Regions from separate parts of the Drosophila melanogaster genome. Here all the other regions are linked to region 2. The links are chromatin contacts, called in public Hi-C and targeted proximity ligation maps. All regions are on one chromosome and are shown on one strand. The core of a region is the stretch at or near the end of the contact, and the rest is flanking DNA. Distances in the headings are between cores, read along the strand shown. Region 1 holds the start of Sap-r (Saposin-related). Region 2 holds the start of dco (discs overgrown). Region 3 holds the start of CG1544.

The links. A called contact is a pair of places that touch in the nucleus more often than the background predicts.
Region 1: a targeted proximity ligation map of the Kc167 cell line shows a contact between it and region 2, with 4 times the contacts expected there. A contact is called at or near these places in 11 of 107 Hi-C or Micro-C datasets (the D17-c3 cell line, the Kc167 cell line, the ML-DmBG3-c2 cell line and 5 more) and 5 of 7 datasets of targeted methods (the Kc167 cell line and the S2 cell line).
Region 3: a Hi-C map of the Kc167 cell line shows a contact between it and region 2, with 2.6 times the contacts expected there. A contact is called at or near these places in 7 of 107 Hi-C or Micro-C datasets (the Kc167 cell line, the ML-DmBG3-c2 cell line, the S2 cell line and 2 more) and 3 of 7 datasets of targeted methods (all in the Kc167 cell line).

The regions. Positions count from the first base shown.
Region 1 is chr3R:30,887,775-30,890,549 of dm6, forward strand. Sap-r (Saposin-related) reads right to left here and starts at 1,288. Exons shown (of 7, transcript NM_079858.4): 1 at 1,111-1,288; 2 at 887-965. The coding sequence starts at 1,159.
Region 2 is chr3R:31,059,788-31,062,535 of dm6, forward strand. It overlaps dco (discs overgrown), which reads right to left and starts at 1,423. Exons shown (of 4, transcript NM_001276203.1): 1 at 1,290-1,423; 2 at 588-677.
Region 3 is chr3R:31,195,156-31,198,167 of dm6, forward strand. CG1544 reads left to right here and starts at 1,761. Exons shown (of 12, transcript NM_143592.2): 1 at 1,761-1,980. The coding sequence starts at 1,857. It overlaps mesh (mesh,), which reads right to left and starts at 607. Exons shown (of 14, transcript NM_001170310.1): 1 at 562-607; 2 at 1-354. The coding sequence starts at 299.

The sequences.
Region 1 (2,775 bases), core at 38-2,537, 170 kb before region 2:
GTCCATGTAAATGTTTTCAAGTTTATCTTGGTGTAACATACATACATATGTACGTACAGTATAGCTTCTGTAAGGTGATCCTTTGTGGCCGCAATGTAATATCACTCCATTGAGGAATTTACAATTGTGAGTATGGCTAAGATAAGGGTTTCAAGTGCATTGTGATTGTGTTAAGGCTTAGAAGTTGCACTTTCGGATGTTCCCCTGTACTCATCATACGCCTGAGGGATTAGTCAGAATTCGTTGATAAGGAACAACTGTTGCCGCCTACAGCGAATTAACAATGATAAACAAAGCAATCATGTGGTTTGTTTGGCGGTGCACAGAAAAGGGAGCTGTGTCAAAACGATCTGCTCCTCTGGATTACTCATGCATATAATCGGTGTCGATAAAGTTGTGCCCCCTACGAGCGCTTAACTCTGCCGTCTAAATGTTCCGACTGGCGGTACTGTTAATTTGATTTGTACAGCGAATGTGCAGACAAAGGAAATCCAGAAATATGGGATATGAAGGCAGAGAGTATTGCGAAAAGTGCACTCAGAGAAAACATCGAGTCTGTAAAACAATACAACGCAAAATAAGGGGACGCAATTAGAGCGGCACTAGTGTTAAGTTTGCAATAACAGGGGTTATCGGCGAATAGAGCTATGTAGAGCAAAGTGATTCGATTCCCGATTCGAGTGATAGTCTTATCGGCCGAGAACAAAACAGAACAGACGAGTCTTCGCTGCAAACAATGGGCAAGTGAGGCGGAGAAGTAATATCGCTATTTGGAGGGGGGTTAAGAGAGGTTAGCTTTTCGCCTTCGAGAACTTTGTGGTGTTCGATGACCAAGCGATTTATCCGAATATACCGTTTATTGTATCACCCACTTTTTTGCACTCACCTGAAATTTCCGCACCAGTAGGAGGGTCCCCAGGTGCACTTGCTGGAGCCCAAAAGGGGCGTGGCAGCGGCGAAGACGCCTGCAAGAAAGCAAACAAACAAAGAGAGCAACGGTTGAGGAACAGAGTGCACAGCACGAATACGCAATAAGCTATGACTAAACTATTATTGTGGTTCCCTTTCAACGTCGCTTTTCGCACTTCTCTCCATCTCTTCTCCACTCACCAAAGGCGCAGCACAGTGCCAAAACGGCCAAGAGGCCTGCTCTCTCCATTTTCCCGGTTTTAACTGTACTTCTTAAATGTCGGCGGAGATAGTCCTCTATTTGCAGCTACGTATTTATTTCTGAACGAAAACTGAAGTGCAATTGCAACGATTGGTTCAATTTTTTATTTGTCTGTAGTGTGGCCGCCGTCTGTTTCGTCAAATATATACCGTAGCGATATAATAGTGCGACCAGTCAGCGATTGAATTATTGTTAAATTTATTTAACGATACTTATGGAGCAAGACTTGGATAATGCTTTTAGCATAAAACCAACCCAGTGTATACTTAGCAATCAGGGGGGAGCATGGACTCGAACCGCACTCTGTTAATAACAGAGATCTGTTTTTGCCTTTCAAAAAGCCATAAAAACCTCCGAGGAAGCTATCATAAAATGGGGTCAGCAAATCATTAAACTTAAAATGGTATAATAAACAATTAAGTAACCGATATGAAACTATTAGATTTGGGCCACCTTTCTATAGGGTGTTAAGTACATGGAGTACTTGAATACGTTGTCCTTCAAATTATAACTTCAATTATCGTAGAAGAAAATTATTGCTCCTAAAGTCGGAACAATTTATTAAATCACTCACTCAATCAACAAACAAAGCCTTCGCCACCCGCAAATGCCTCACAATGTATTTATAATCGATTGCAATCCGCAGATTTAATTACATATTGCCGCGACGAAACTATGACAATAACCATCAGCGATGTTCTTGAACTTAGCGCGGTTATTAATACGCCCCTTTTTGCCCAGCCCCATCGCTTAACCCCCCTTTGGCCAACTTGGCCAACTGTGCGACGTGAACTGGCAGGCACATGATTAAATTCTATTGTAATTGCGGGTTAATTGATGTGAGCCTGCCCAGATGTAAAGCTCGCAGGCATAAATGTTGGGGAAAATGCATCTCACTCGTAATGGCCGGCTAGTAGATTTTTCTCGCGATGCCTATCGGCGTGTAATTCTCGATTCCGAGGTGCGTATCAAGATCTGTGTGAGAATCGTCTGAAGATACATTCGCAAAGAATGCCAGACACATTCTCACAGCGATTGAAAGTCGAGGTCATCTGGTGGTGTTTGCCCAACGAAATGCCAAATGCAAGCGCCGATCCGGCCAATACGGCCATAACATGGCTATATCTGTGTCAAAACCAACGATTTGGCTGTTCAGGGGCTTAGAAGGAAACCTGAAACCTGTCGTGTTGACCGTGGATTGCAACGCCTGCCGTGCATTTCGGTTCTTTGACGGAGATTAACCCACTGAGACCTTGCTGAAATACTTGGTACTTAGAACCAAAAATTGTGGAAATATTAAATTGCACTCGATTAAATAGGAATTGAATTTAAGGTTTATGTGACCTTAGGCGAGGTACCATGGGGTAGTAGAGGGTTAATTGCAGCCAGACACTGCACTTGACACTTGAAGTCTGGCTGCGAGATTGATATTATGGCAATTGAGTGGACCGCCGCCAAAGAACAAGTAATCAAGTTCAGCAGTGAAGGAAATTTAGGCAATTAACACGCTTATAAGTGAAGCAGTAAATCATTGGACTAACGTTTAATTTCGGAGTTTCAAGAGCGAGATAATTTTCTGCTTTTATCCGCTTTTTTATGTCATT
Region 2 (2,748 bases), core at 173-2,672:
CTTTGATTTATTTAACCGAAATGTACCGTTTTTTATTTGTATCTCCCATGTTCTACACAGAAAGAAATCACTGTATAAGCACTGTAAGTCAAATTGAAATGTGGTATTAATTTTAGGAGCTTTAATTTGTTTACTGGAAGGCTAGCAGGGAAAACGCGGTCTTTCCTATTGGTAACTAAATATTTCCCAGGGTATCCAGCAGTTGTTTCGGACCAGCGGGTAAACACGAATTGATTACAATTGCAAAACAGCTGCACGTTGCGTTGGCGGCTGCCGAAAAGCTTCCGCAAAAAAACGCACTGGAGAACAAAGAAGATACAAAAAACAGTTGTTCCAGCAGGCGCCACAAAAGTAAAAAGCTTAAGTAAACAGGGAAGAGCAAATGGAAAAACCAAAAACCAGAGCAAAACCAACGGGGAAACCTCAGAAGGGGAAGGAAACTTGCAATTAATTGTCAAACGCTAATGGCCTCCGAAAACTAACGGCACTCCACGAATGCACTGCGAATAACGGGGCTGATAAGGAGCAGCCGATAGCGGGTGGAGAAGGGAAACTTGAACGCACAGTGGAACAAATTCCGCACTTACCGTGGCTTGTTTTTCTTATATTCCTTGTTTCCTATTCCGCTTTGCCCACTTCCTCTGCTGGCGACGCTGCTTTTCCTTCTTCTAATTCGACTGAAATCGAAATCGAATTTTTTAATTGGATTGATTCTGCCACAATAATTTTCATTTTCTTTGTTTTAGAGCCCAGACGTTGTTTTTGTTGTAGTTGCCACAGTCGCACACAAACACACGCACACAGTCGCACTTTTTGGGGCCACACGCAAGCGCATTTTATGCAATAATTTTAATAATACTGCATTGCTGCCATATTTCAGTTATTTTTATCGTTTATCTTCGAGTCGGTTATGCTGTTCTTCTCTGATTTTATGGCCACATTGATTAGCATCTTGTTGCCAATCAACTCGAGAAAATTAAACGAAACCAAACGGAACTCGGACTCTTATTAAAAAAACCAAACTTATGCGAGTCGTTTGCCCTGGCAATAGATTCGTGCACACTAGTCGTCCCGCCCGCACTCGCACGGTTTCTACCGCGAGCACGTTGCTATCCCTCCTGCTTCAGCATTTTCACACCAACACAAAGACGAGGGCACTCACTCACACACTCGCACTCTCAATGAGCACTGAAATGCTGTTGGGAAATTCGAGTTTTCCTGCGCGTGGTAACCGCCGCTTTTTCGCTCGCAAACGGGTCTGTCGATCCGAAACGCTACTGACCACTTACGTTTTGCATCAACGCTGCGCTTTCGTTTCAATTTTTCTGGCTATTTCACATAGATTTCGACGATTTTTTACAAATTTACGCCATCTTGATATTCGCAGTGTGACCGCGCCGATAATGAAGAAAATTACCATCTGGTATTTACTCCTCAGCGAATGTCTAGAAGATATGTAATTGTGAAAAACTGTGATTCATATACTAAGTTAAGATAGTCCAAAGTTGGTTTCGAAGTACCACATTAAGAAAATAGCGCAAGAGTATTGGAAAATCAAAAGAAAAACGAAATTATATCCTTGCAGCTAGCCATAAGTTCAAAGTTCGAGTAACTGGAAAGCTGTGAAATAGCCAAGTTGACAACGCTGTTTTTGTTATATGGGCACACTAGTTCTTACATAGACCCAGTGCTGCCAGATGGACGAAAAATATTTTTGAGCTGCGCCACCTAGCGGATGAGTTGGCGAAAGTGGTATCCAGGTGGCGCCCGAAACAAAAGGTGGCGCCTTATTTCAGAAATGCAATTGAAAATATCTAAAGTTATTGAAAGTTTTTGAATTATGCATTCAAAGGCCCATCTGCTTAATTTTATTTTCAAAGAGAATACAATAAACAATACAAAAAAAAAAAAATCATTCTGAAATGATATTTATACTAATATACAAATTTGATAACTCAATAATATGTAAATAAAATTTATGTCTTAATTTGCAATGTTCTTAAGAAAAGTTGTTAACTCTTTTTACAGGCTTGTGCTCCAAATTCTCGTGTAAATAGAAATTGAAAATGGATTTCATTGGCATGTCTTGCAGTTATAGGTAGCATGCCAATTTTGATGTTACACAGATGTATCGAAATACCTGAAACGTATACTTTTATTGCAGCAATACGAATAAAGCAAAACACGTGTGAATTCCATTAGTCCGCCCAACCGCTTTCCCCATTTACCCTCACATCGTGCATTTTCCGGCTGTGTAACCCAAGAAACGATGACATAAAAAAAGGAAGCAGATCCAGTTATGTATGCATATATGAGAAAATGTGTTTTTTTTTTTTTGGGAGTATGTGCCAAGGTGTGTTTCTTTTTAAGTGGGGGTAGGGTAGATAAGCAATCACTCGAAAATGATAACAAAAAAAGGGGTGAAAAGAGTGTAACGATTCGATATTGGGGCTGGCAATTTAAAATGAAATATAGACAAAATAAATCACATTAATTGCACTTGCCTACGATTTTAATTTTCCATTGCTGTATTTATATACATTAGCCAGAATGCATTTTTTTTATGCAACTATAGAAATCTCCATTTTCAATTTATTGGTGAATCGTTCAAGATCTTCGTAAAAACCCGCCTTTGTCTCCCATTGGCTGGGAAAAAGAGAAAACAAAGCAATCCAACGAGGCAATTGAAGATACAACAAGTAAAACGAGAAAACAACTCGTTTAACCGCTCACACACACACACTAATT
Region 3 (3,012 bases), core at 511-3,010, 140 kb after region 2:
ACGGTGAGGATATCATCTGTTCCCCGACTGCTGACATGCACCACGGGAATCAGAGTGGGCTTCTGCAGGGCCAGTGGTTTGGTTTTCGGGTTGTCCGCTTCCGCTTTTTTGGGAGCGGGCGTGGCCTTTGGAACCTCAACGAATTCCGCCTGAGCTTTGGGCTTAGTCACCTTGACCGGCTCCGGAACTGCATTGATTATTTGATCCTCGAACTCCTCCGTCGATATATTCTCGTTAGCCAGGACAAAGGCCATAAACCCGCAGGCCAGCGCACAAACCACAAACAGTTTGAAACGCATGTTCACTTGATTTCGATTTGTCACTTAATTGGTAATTCGTTTTTTCGTTTCACTGCTAAAAGAAAAACACAAAGGCATCAATTAGGCATCCACAATAAAAGTATCACTCAATAAGCACTCAATTCATGCGAATTTGTACACTATTTTTCCTCTGATATCCTCATTTTCTAACAATTTTCACTTGATGACATCATCAGTTAAGGCAATGGCTTATCAGTTCTCTTATCACTTGTCACCAATTTTCAATTTTAACTTTAATTACCAGGCAGGAAAACACGTTCGTTGCAGCGAGCCGCTCAGCTAAGACTGAAGTTAAGTTAACTCTAACGGCCCGATCGGGGCGTTGCCAAAACTCAGTTCACCTGTCGCCGTCTACTCGATTGTGAAACATTGCCTTATCGGCCAGATAAAGCTAGGCATATCTTATCAATGGAATACTACGCACCGATAACGCATTCCTTCTTCGGCCCGCTTGGCTTTTTCGGGAAGCTTCACTCTCTTCTCTGTGCTCCAAATTTACCAACCTATTTGTTTATGCCCATTCGTGGGACCGTTACCTATATTTCTCTCTGTTGACAATGGTCTCTGGCAGATTTGTGATTCACTTCCATTACAGTTAATCATACTCATGACGCGGCCATTTTGTGAAAAGCTGAATGGGCTGTAAAGCCTAAACATGTATGTGTGTGATGCGAAATTGATGAGAGCACGCTTCCGGTTTAATTATAGACAATGACCCATTACCGACCATTAATAGGCATTTCCGATGAAGCTTTAGAGTTATGAATATCAGCCGCCCGTAAAAAAGCCTACTGATGGATTTCATTAGGACATGAAAGTGTCATGGTCCTCATTAATGAAGAAATCAAGTGCAGAGTGGGGAACTCCAAATTAATAAAATCAAAGCGTTTTGAGGATCAACTTGTGTGACTAAAAGGGTATTATAAAACAATAATGCAGATAAACATTGCTATAATAAAAATCGAAGGATAAGATATATTTTTATAGTGGTTATTGTTAGGGGAAAATTGGTGTTGAAAATGTACCCCATATATCTTTTAAACAAACGACAGCATAATTATGTATAAAATATATATATAAATATAAAAATGTTTTTAACTATGGTACAGTTCATTTCAATATATTCCTGAGCATATGTATGACTAATTTAATGGATACAACTCTTCCCTCTCTCAAAGGCAATCCATTATTGGCCAACGAACCTGTTGCATTATCAGCTTTAGTTAACTGATAAGAAACTATTTTGAAATTCATTATCATCTCATACATGTGTTTAACAAGCGCTCTGTTAATTAACAGCGATCATATCACACCACCAGCCCAAAAGTAGGCACTACTTTTCGGAGGGATTTGTTCTCTCCCGGTTTATTTCCCAGCTTATCAGCAATTTAGTTTATTTGGAATATGGGGGTCCCGGCTTCAAACAAAAGTGAATTGCCCTTAGTTCTGGGTCGAACGGCGGCGAGAAGAGACCGCGATTTCGCTGCGAACTTATCAGGTGATCCGGCATACACGCCTCGTTTTTAATCCATCAGCATGCTGCGTTATCTGGCGCTTTCGGAGGCGGGAATCGCAAAACTGCCACGCCCACAATCGCGGTGCTATCACAGCGAAAAGGGCGTTTGGGGCTATAAGCCGATTGCCCAGCGTGAATTTCAAGGTACGGTTGTAAACAAGTGTGTTGCCAAGACTTCAATAAAAACCTCATCCGTCGAGATAACCATCGCATCGATAAGAGTCTTTCGGGATCAAACATTCATATGAATGGGCAGTGGAAATCTACCCAAGCAAAAAGAAAAACCGACGAAGTGACATTGTGTGCGTGTGTGTGCGTTCGTGTCGGATTTTCCAGCCGGCTATTTATCAGCGGAATTCAAGCAGCTGACCCACAACAATCCCCGCAGAAACTGCAATAAAACAACAGCCTGAACAAGAGATCAAGTGCAAATTGCTGTGGGTGAATTCGAAAACCAGTTTAAAGAAGATATATCATTTGTATACCCTGTAATCGGAGGGTATATACGGGAATACGTATGGATACCTAGGATTATTTTCACTAACTTCAGGTTTAACTTAATTTCGCAAAATATTTTTTAAATTGAAGTTCATTGTTTATGCCTCTCATACTATCGAGAAAGAACAGCTCCTGTTGACTGGTGGAATATTTTTTATGGTTTTAATGTTACCGTCTTTCCTGTTACCTACCCAAGCTAATCTCCACGTTCTCAGCTTATCACATGTTTTCACTCTGAAATCTGATAAACCCGAAATATATGGCGCTACACCCAGTACCCCGAATTTATAATTAGAATGAGGAGATTGTGGCAGACCCCCCGTGCAGTGCACTAATTAAGTGAAGAGAGGCGGATGTCCAGTGCAGAGATACTATATCTTTTCCCAAAACGCACGGCAGGGAGTCCAAAAAGGACCCGGCTAAATATCAAAGCCCGGCAAACAAAGGACCCCAAAACGGGAGCTTCTTTGTGCTTGTCCTGCATCCGTTGCGTACACAATTGGGGCTTATCGACACCATGGCCAACAGACACCAGTCACCAGTTGGTAGTTGGTAGTTGGATAGTCTGCCAGGAGCCTTTGACTGGGCACCAGAGGAAAGCCTTCAACGCTTGACCATGTGACATCAGGCGCCTAGGATGATGCACATAGAGAAAATCAAGTCTAGGATTTACTCAGG